Linked DNA regions of Rattus norvegicus: all the other regions are linked to region 1. A link is a contact called in public Hi-C data. All regions are on one chromosome and are shown on one strand. The core of a region is the stretch at or near the end of the contact, and the rest is flanking DNA. Distances in the headings are between cores, read along the strand shown.

What was found. A called contact is a pair of places that touch in the nucleus more often than the background predicts.
Region 2: a Hi-C map of liver shows a contact between it and region 1, with 2.3 times the contacts expected there. The contact joins two enhancer-like sites. A contact is called at or near these places in 2 of 12 Hi-C or Micro-C datasets (both in liver).
Region 3: a contact with region 1 is called in a Hi-C map of liver, with 2.9 times the contacts expected there. The contact joins two enhancer-like sites. A contact is called at or near these places in 4 of 12 Hi-C or Micro-C datasets (Schwann cells, liver and psoas muscle) and 1 of 1 datasets of contacts at active chromatin or transcription factors (oligodendrocytes).

Annotation. Positions count from the first base shown.
Region 1 is chr12:37,054,940-37,057,751 of GRCr8, reverse strand. No RefSeq gene overlaps it. Among named protein-coding and RNA genes, the nearest start is that of Ncor2, 72 kb to the left of the region's middle. Within about 2 kb of position 1,406, at least 8 of the 93 cell types and tissues checked have an H3K27ac peak or open chromatin away from gene starts, as enhancers often do. A contact at or near this core is called in liver, where this site is marked.
Region 2 is chr12:37,263,484-37,266,295 of GRCr8, reverse strand. Ncor2 (nuclear receptor co-repressor 2) reads right to left here. Exons shown (of 47, transcript NM_001108334.1): 23 at 2,537-2,705. Among named protein-coding and RNA genes, the nearest start is that of Rflna, 39 kb to the left of the region's middle. Within about 2 kb of position 1,330, at least 24 of the 93 cell types and tissues checked have an H3K27ac peak or open chromatin away from gene starts, as enhancers often do. A contact at or near this core is called in liver, where this site is marked.
Region 3 is chr12:37,183,415-37,186,226 of GRCr8, reverse strand. All of the region lies in intron 2 of Ncor2 (nuclear receptor co-repressor 2), which reads right to left. It overlaps LOC120095965 (a long non-coding RNA gene), which reads left to right. Exons shown (of 2, transcript XR_010056761.1): 2 at 1-1,899. Among named protein-coding and RNA genes, the nearest start is that of Ncor2, 57 kb to the right of the region's middle. Within about 2 kb of position 1,361, at least 7 of the 93 cell types and tissues checked have an H3K27ac peak or open chromatin away from gene starts, as enhancers often do. A contact at or near this core is called in liver, where this site is marked.

The DNA.
Region 1 (2,812 bases), core at 157-2,656:
ACAGGTTACGTTAAGTGTCTCACGATGACACCTGCTTCCTGGGGGAGGGGGTATCACATGCTGGCCCTACTTCCAACCAAGACATGCTTGTTGCAGAGTGAGTGGACAAGCAAGGGAATGGGATCTCCTCTGGTTGCCTCACTAGAAGCTGCTTTTGTAAACCTGGTGGTGGTGGTGGTGGTGGCAGCAGCGGCCGCAGCCCATGCTTTTAATTCCAGTATTCAGGAGGCAGAGGCAGGATAGCCAGGTTTACACAGAGAAACTCTGTGAAAGAAAGGAAGAAAGAAAGAAAGAAAGGAAGAAAGAAAGAAAGAGAGGAAGGAAGGAAGAAAGAAAGAAAGGAAGGAAGGCGGAGAGGAAAAAAGGAAAGAAAGAAACACAAGTTGCGTTTGTGCAGTGTATAACACAGATATTGCCCCCTGAGACTGCTACAGGCCCCTCCAGGACCCCTCCAAGGCCCCTCCAGGACCCCTCCAAGGCTCCTCCAGAAACCCCCCCCAGGGCCCCTTGGCTATGAGACACTGGAAGGGACGTCAGTCAATCCCACCATGTCTCCCCTGTGAGTGCAGCTGAAGGGCTCATGGTGATCACTCTCTTGGTCTGAGCCCAGAGACCTCTTGCCTGGTCATTGGCCTCATCTGACCCAGCCGGCCATCACCCAGGGTCCTATGCCCTACCCTCAAGGACACAGTATGTCACCTCTCTGTGCCGTGTGTATCTTACTCCTGTTGCCCTCTCTGAGTCAGGCTCCCCTGGGTCCCAGAGGTGGGGCTGAGAGGGAAGGAAATAACACAGGAGGAAAGGCCCCAGGAAGTTCCCTGGGGAGAGGTGAGTGACCCCACATAAACTCTCTTCTCTCTCCCTCTCTCTCTCTCTCTCTCTTCCTCTCTCTCTCTCTTGGGTGAGCCCTGCCTCCTGCTGGATGTGGAGTCTGGCTGCAGGGGAGGGGGAGGGGAAGCTCTGCGGCTGTGTGCCTCAGAAGCCTGCCTGGCGTTCCCCAAGGGTAGAATGTATTTTAGTTCATTCACCCCCAGAGAGAGAGGCAAAGGTCACACAGGGATCGAAAAACCGATTCACGCTGAGCCTGCCCAGCCCACTGTAGAGAGGGTGGTGTGTGGAATCTGGGGCCACCGCTTCACACATTTCTGGCTGCTGCCACCATCAGGACCCTGGGCTTTTATCCACATCTTCCTGGTTCTCTCACCTTAGCCTGATAGCTTCCAGGAACGGCATTCTGGCCAAGTGGCTGGTAAGTGGCTCTTGAGGTCAAGAGTCCGTCTGGGACCAGTGATGTGTAGCGTCTAAAGTGTGAGGTTCATCTCGGGTGAATGGGGCCACAGGGCAGGAATGTGCTAGGCCCGACTCTCCTGACATTTGCTCCCAGACCGGATGTTCTCCTGGCAAGTGAAAGGCACCTGGTGGCCTAGAGCCAGGCCATGAAGAGCCAGACTATGCCAGGCTGGGCCAGCAAGAGTCAGGCCACAGTGAGCCACCAGTGGATGTTAAACCAGGGCAGAAGAGACACAGGGAGGTAAGAATGAGGCTGGTATCCCATGCCTCACTCACCCCCACATCTTTACCCAGCAGAAGTGAGTGGGTCTGGTGATCTCTCTTCTGCACAAGATTTTTTAAATTAAAGATTTAAGGAAATGTGTGTAAGTATGTATATGTGTATATGTGTACATATGTGTAGACATGTATATATATGCATATGTATGTGCGCACATGTGTGTATGTATATGCATATTGTGTACATATATGCATATTGTGTATATGTGCGTGCATATGAATATGCATGTGCATATATGTATATATGTATATATACATATGCACATGTGTAATTATATGTGTGTGCATATATGTATATATGTATACATATGCATGTGTATATATGAGCATAGATGTATACATATGTGTGTAAGTATGTGTATATATGTATACATGTGTTGTGTATATGTGCATATGTATATGTGTGTGCATATATGTGTATCTGTGTACGAGTATATCTGTAGGTGTGTAGGGGTGTGTGTGTGTGTGTGTGTGTGTGTGTGTGTGTGTGTGTGTGTGTGTGCTGGAGTCCCATGTGGTTGCTGGGAACTGAACTCAGGTCCTCTGTAAGAGTTGTATACTTTCTTACGTTTTGTTTGGTTTTTTGTTTGTTTGTTTTTTTTCAGAGCTGGGGACCAAACCCAGGGCCTTGCGCTCGCTAGGCAAGCACTCTACCGCTGAGCTAAATCCCCAAACCCCGAGTTGTATACTTTCTTAAGGATTGTGTCATGTTTCCAGCCTCGCCATGAGATACTAGCAACTCTCAAAGCTTCCTACATTCTACCCTGAAGGGACGTCCCCGCTGCATGCTTTAACAATCACAGCTGATGGCTGCTGGGGAAAAGCACTTGCTATGGGAGCCTGGAGACCTTAGTTCGATCCTTAGAACCCATGAGTAGGTGGAGGGAGAGAATCTCTCCCACAAAGGTATCGTCTGACCTCCATATGGCGTGCGTGCAACCCTCCTCCATATACACACCGTACACATACAATCAGGAGAAATAACCATAGACAAAGGCCAGGCCTGGAAGGTAGGCCAACATTCTAGCAACTTGGGAGACTGAGGCAGAGTGACTAAAAATTCTAGGCCAGCCTAGGCTACACAGAGAGTTCAAGGCAGCCTGGTCAACTTAGTGAGACCCTCCCTTAAAAGAAAACGTAGTAAAACAGCTGGAGATCGGAGAGATGGCTCAGTGATGAGGAGCACTGGATGCTCTCCCAGAAGACCTGGGTTTGAGACCCAGCATCAGCATGAGAGCTTACC
Region 2 (2,812 bases), core at 81-2,580, 210 kb before region 1:
GCAAAGGTGTGCTATGTTCCCATGATAACTGCTTGGTATGGGGCTGCCTTGTGGCTGAGCCCACAGGGACAGGCATGACAGAGGGCATGTGTCAGAGGGCTAATCTTTGCTTCACGGTCTCCCACGGAATGTCACCAATTGGGTGTCCAGGACCAAGAGTGCTGGGTCAGGCTTGCTGACCTCCGTGACTGTGGTCTATGGCAAGGGATGTGGCTACGGCAGCTACTCCAGATGAGGGTGGGGCAGCGGCAGTCCGTGTGCTAGCCGTCTACTATGTACCAGTCACTAGGCTGAGTTCCAGCCGGGCCTTGATGGGCCCGTGTGGGTGCACACTGAGGACAGTAATCAGACCCGTTTGATGAGGTCTCTTGGGTCAGTTGCCTGGATTGGAGCCCATGTGACCACAAACAACAGCAAAGGGTAGCACTCTGTGGGATGTCACAGTTTGTTCCTTCACCCTCCAGATGGGAAGACCGAGGCCCCAGCTGCTGAGTGCAGGGGAGACCTGAGAACACAGGCTAGAGCCCTGGCCTAGGCTTGTGGCTGCGCCACATGGCCCAGATCCCCTGTGTGAGGCTAGCACTCCCTGAGGCTCCACAAGCTCTCACTTTAGCGGTTCTGGGTGGCCAGCCTTGGCTAGACACATTCTGGGGATTACAACCCACCCAGAAATCGTGAAGGACAAGGGCCCTGGCCTTGGAACAGGAACGGACGCTAAGTGTCTCCTGGATCACCTCCACGCAGCCCTAGGCTGTCCTGAAAAGCTGGAGCACAAGCAGAGGCCCGAGTGCTACACTCCACATCTTTCCCTTAGGGGAGCACAAACTCCCCCTGAACTTAGGCCCCAGGGAGGTGGTTAACCAAAGTTAACCGGTGTGACATTCACATTCTCAACCTACAGGGCCTGCTCTGAACCAGGAAGTTCAAACACCTGGCTCCCTGGCCTGCTGTGTACCTTGGCTGCCCCATACAGCTTGGCTCTGGAGAGCTGGGGGGCAGAGAGGAAGTCTCAGGCTGGAAGGAAATGGGGTCAGACTCGGCCAATGCAGGCAGGTGGCTGAGAGCCAGGACGGACAACCTGTTCCTCCAGCCGGGCCTGGGGATCCCAAGGGACCTGCCTGGCCTGGAAGCTCCCTATTGGAGCCAGGACAGAAAAGGCTGGCTTCCTGCATGCTGGGTTCATGTGTCCCCTGGGGAGCAGAACTGTGGCCAGACCACGTGAATGACAGAGCCCGCCGCCAGGTGCAATGTTCCCCCGGGAGGAGTCTAGGAACCGACATAGCACTGGCCACATGGATGGGCCCAGAACCAGCCTCAGGGACTGTGGACTGCTGGCTCTTTTCCCAGGGACTGGGGCCTAGGGCCCAACTTAGCAGGACCTGGCTGGCCCTGGGTGGCTTCAGCCCCGTTCAGCCACGGCTGCCTGGCCAGAGCCAGATCAGAGCCTTCCCCCTTCCCCTTACTGTCATCCCAGGCTATCATCTTGAGTCCCGGTGGCTTCTCACAGCATACTGTGTTCTATATACCTGGCCCCTTAAAGCCCACCCCTTACAGTAGTGTGTTCCGGTCCCAGCTCTAACAAGACAACCCTGCCCTCATCCCCCAGAGGTCATCACTACGTCCCGCTGGCTTGGCCTCAGGAACAAACTCAAGCCTCCCCTTCCTCCCACTTCCAAGGCCACCTGTCAAGTCCAGGCTGCCCTAGAGCTGTTGGGAGGAGCACTTCAGCCTGCCTCCCACCCCTGCCCTACTCCCTACTGCCCTTTCTCAACAGGAATCAGAAACGGATTTTTCCCAAGACCCTAATCTGATGTCATGCCCCTCCCAAAGCAAACGGTCACTCAAAGCTAGTCTCTACCTCAGCTACACAATTTCGTCCCCATTTCCCTCTCTGACCTCCTCTCCCATTCCCAGTCCCTGAAGGGCCTTTCCCCATCATCCCCTACCCTCTCCTCACCAGATCCTTGTTGAATATCCAGCCCACTTATGTTGGCCCTGCACCCGCCCCAAACCATTTGTTTCTTCTCATGCCTGCCACCACTAGCTTAGGAGGAACCCTGGTGCTCAGAAGCACCAATGTGAAAATTCCACGGGGCCCTGGTAGACGCTGCCCTCTACCTGCACAAGAGGCTCTGTGCTGACAAGGAAGGGGTGTCAACATGGGCAGCCATGCCTTAGCCAGGGAAAGGTGAGCCAGTCCAGCTCAGGTCAGTCCTGCTGTCGTTCTAAGACAGAGACCTGTACTGCAACCTCAGGGAGCCCAAAGGTCACACGAGACCTGATTCACACCAAAGGAGAAGCTGGCTAGATGTATGTTTGCACGCACGTTCACAGACAGACGCACACACCCCAACATTAGATTGCCTCTGGTTTCTCAAGAGCCCCCAGCTCGAGCTGCTTCTGGAGCTCTATGGCTGAGCCTGTCATCTGCTGCTGCCTTAACTATGTGTCCTCCCAGCCTGGCCAGCTGCCACTGGAAGCTCCAGAGAAGAGGGCTGCCCTTCACTCTGACTGCATCCCTGTGCCCAGCACTCACCCTCTTTCTCGGCGGGAGGCACCGGGCTGCGGCACTTGCCACGTGGACTTCCTCCCGACTGCTGAGACACGTCACCCTCTGGCTGTAGGTGCTGCGTGGGTGGAGGCACAGGGGGAGCTGGCTTTGGGGGTACTGTGTCCTCCCGGGGGGGTTCATGGACCTTGGTGACCTGCTGGGGGGCATGGGGCAGGCATGAACATTCTGGCCCCATGTCAAACATCCTGGCCCCACATCAGAGGTTGACAGGTTGGGGAGGGGCCGTGTGGCCAGCACAAA
Region 3 (2,812 bases), core at 112-2,611, 130 kb before region 1:
GCCTTAGCAGGGCACTGGTGAGCATGGAGCGGCCCACAGGGCAGAAATGTATCTGCCTTCAATGGAGACCCAGGTCTCCTCGGACAGGTATCCCTGTGAAGAGTCAAGCTCAAAACACGAAAGAGAGAGGAAGATTGCGTAGCCAGGACAGATGGAGATATATAAACCCAGATCCCAGCCAAGCAGCTGTTCAGGAGTCCCGCCCACCACGAGAAAAACAGCTAGCTTATGAAGTGTGGGGGATGGGGGGAGGGAGGCTACACCCTCCCGCTTTGAACAGTGATTGTGATTTCGCTGGTCAGACCACACCTGGTGTTGAGGTCTGTGAAGGAGGCCTCAATCTTAGCCTACCCTTGCAGAAAGAGTGCTGGGGAGTCAACACAGTTGACAAAGTCCCCCAACCTTGAAGTCTCATCGTGGTGCCAGGCTCCCTCCCTGCTCACTAGCGTTCTACCAACCCCTACATTTTTCACAAGGGTCAAGATCACCTTATCACGGTAAGAAAATGAGGGAATTGAGAGAGGAGAGAGCTGAGTGTGCACACCATTTAAAAAAAAAAAAAAGACCACCAGGCCAATCAATCTAGTCTATCAGCCTAGACACTTGATTACATGCACGGCAATCGATTAGTAATGTCTGTCTCGGGTATAGCCGCAGATAGCGTGAACTATAGAACTATAGGTTAACTTAGTTTTCCATTGGCATATTTTCTCCTTTTCGGTCCTTTTTATTTTGTTTTAGATTTCATTTTATCTCTATGTATCTGTGTGTATGTCTATGTGCCTATGCACTGGAGTCCAGTGCCCACCTAAGCCAGAGAGAACCTGAAGACATTGGATATCCTGGAGTTAGAAGCAGCTATGAATTGCTCAACATGGATGCGTAAAACCATGCTCAGATCCCCTGAAAAGCAGCTCAGGCCCTTTTGAGGCCCTGGCTTTGTGTCTTAAACAGTTCTTACTGCAAAGAATCAATGATAGCAGCTAAGTGTGCTGAGGCTATAGAAGCAGCCAGGCTCCTGCCCCTAGAGGATGAGCAACTGGGAAACCTCAGAGACCAAACAGCAAGGGAAGATCAAGACCCTGCAAAACAAGACCCAGGAGAAGGACAAGGCTACCAGGATGACCCTGCCAAGGAGGACTTGGAGAGAAGGGATCCCATACTCAGATCGCTGCAACCAAGCCTTCTGCACGAGCTGTCTAATGCGACCCCCCCAAACACAAGGAGGATATCATGGGTGGTGTGAACAACAAGAGAATGAGGGGCCCAGAAGCAAGAACGGTTCTTCCCGGTCGCACAGCAAGGACAGCACAGGTTCTACAGGGTGAGGCTCGACTGGCACCTCCGCAGGGAACGGGGACAGTCACAGGTCACAGGTCACAACCTGCCCAGTGGCTGATCACAACACCCGACTCAAGAGTAGAGGCCCACCCCACCCCCCGGATATTTCCACTACAAACAGAACAAGTGGGGAGCCCCAAGAAACACACTGTACCCCAGCACAAGTCTAAGAAGTAGAGACGCACACGAGGTCATATGGAGACAGAGTTCAGCCGAGCCCTGTGAACCCTGGATTCACAGGTCACTCCTGAGTGGTGTGTTCATTCCAACGGAGCCTCACCTCAGGGCTTCCACGCAGCCTGGGGCACTGCCCACCCAGACGCCATGCATCGCCTGTCCCTCCTCTCCCGTCCCAGCTCCACCAACGACATTAGGCTCACCACTTAAAACATGGCCTCCTCCAGCCTCGCCTTTGCTCACTGTTCCCCAAGAGAATGTCAGCTCCCCAGAGTGAGAGGGTTTCTCAGGCCTTCACAGCTCTGTCCCCAAGGCTTGGAAATTGGCCTGTGACAAACCTAATCTGCATTTGTCCAACAAATGAACGAGTGAATCCATTAATGAGTGAAGAACGAACCGACAGGCCAATGACCGAGAGAGTGAGTAAATGAATGGACAGACAAATGAGGGCCCTGAGGCAGTAACAAGTGACATGTGCAGGTGGTGCAGGAACCCACGATGTGCCCACACACCCAGGACGTCAGCCCCAGCCAGCACCCAGTGCCATTAGACAGGAGCAGCCTGAGCCCCATGTGGCATAGCAGTTTGTAAATAACTGGACAACAGCCCGCAGGTCCATCCCACAGCCAAGAGTCAGCCAGCTAGGCCCAAGGCCAAGGCTAGAGACAGTCAACTTTGTCAGGCGTCCCTGGCACACACCTTGCCCGGCACTGACCTGCAGATACATGGCTCTTGCGCCCCACTGCCAGCAGCATGGAGACAGGGAAAGGGACAAACTATAGGGTGTGACAAGGAAGCCTGACGCTCACAGGAAGCATGTTATTCCCGATGACACGAGGGGACTAACAGTCTGATGCTGTAGGCAGGGGGTGCCCACTGTCACATCACACAGAGACCCGCTCATAGCCCAAGCATGGCGTCACCTTGGTAGAACCCCAGCCGTTTTATAAGCAGTTCACTTGACTGAGAGCGCAGAGCTTCCTCGAAGATAGGCCTGCTAGAGTGTGTGAGTGGCACACATCATGCATACCCAGGCCCAGGACACCACACACTGAGCTGGTCACTACACCAGGGCTAGAACCACGGTGGCTCCCTGAGATGCTGTGATCTCCCCTACAGGCCTCATGGCTTCTCTTCTCTGCCCTCTCTTTCCTAAGACACAGCATTAAGAGGGAAAGTGTAGGATCTTTTCCCGTCTGCGATACCCAGACTTGAGCCACAGGAAAGAGATGGGGTACAGTGGGAGATGGGGATTGACTTCACCAAGCCAGCACAGAAAAGTCATGAGGCCTCA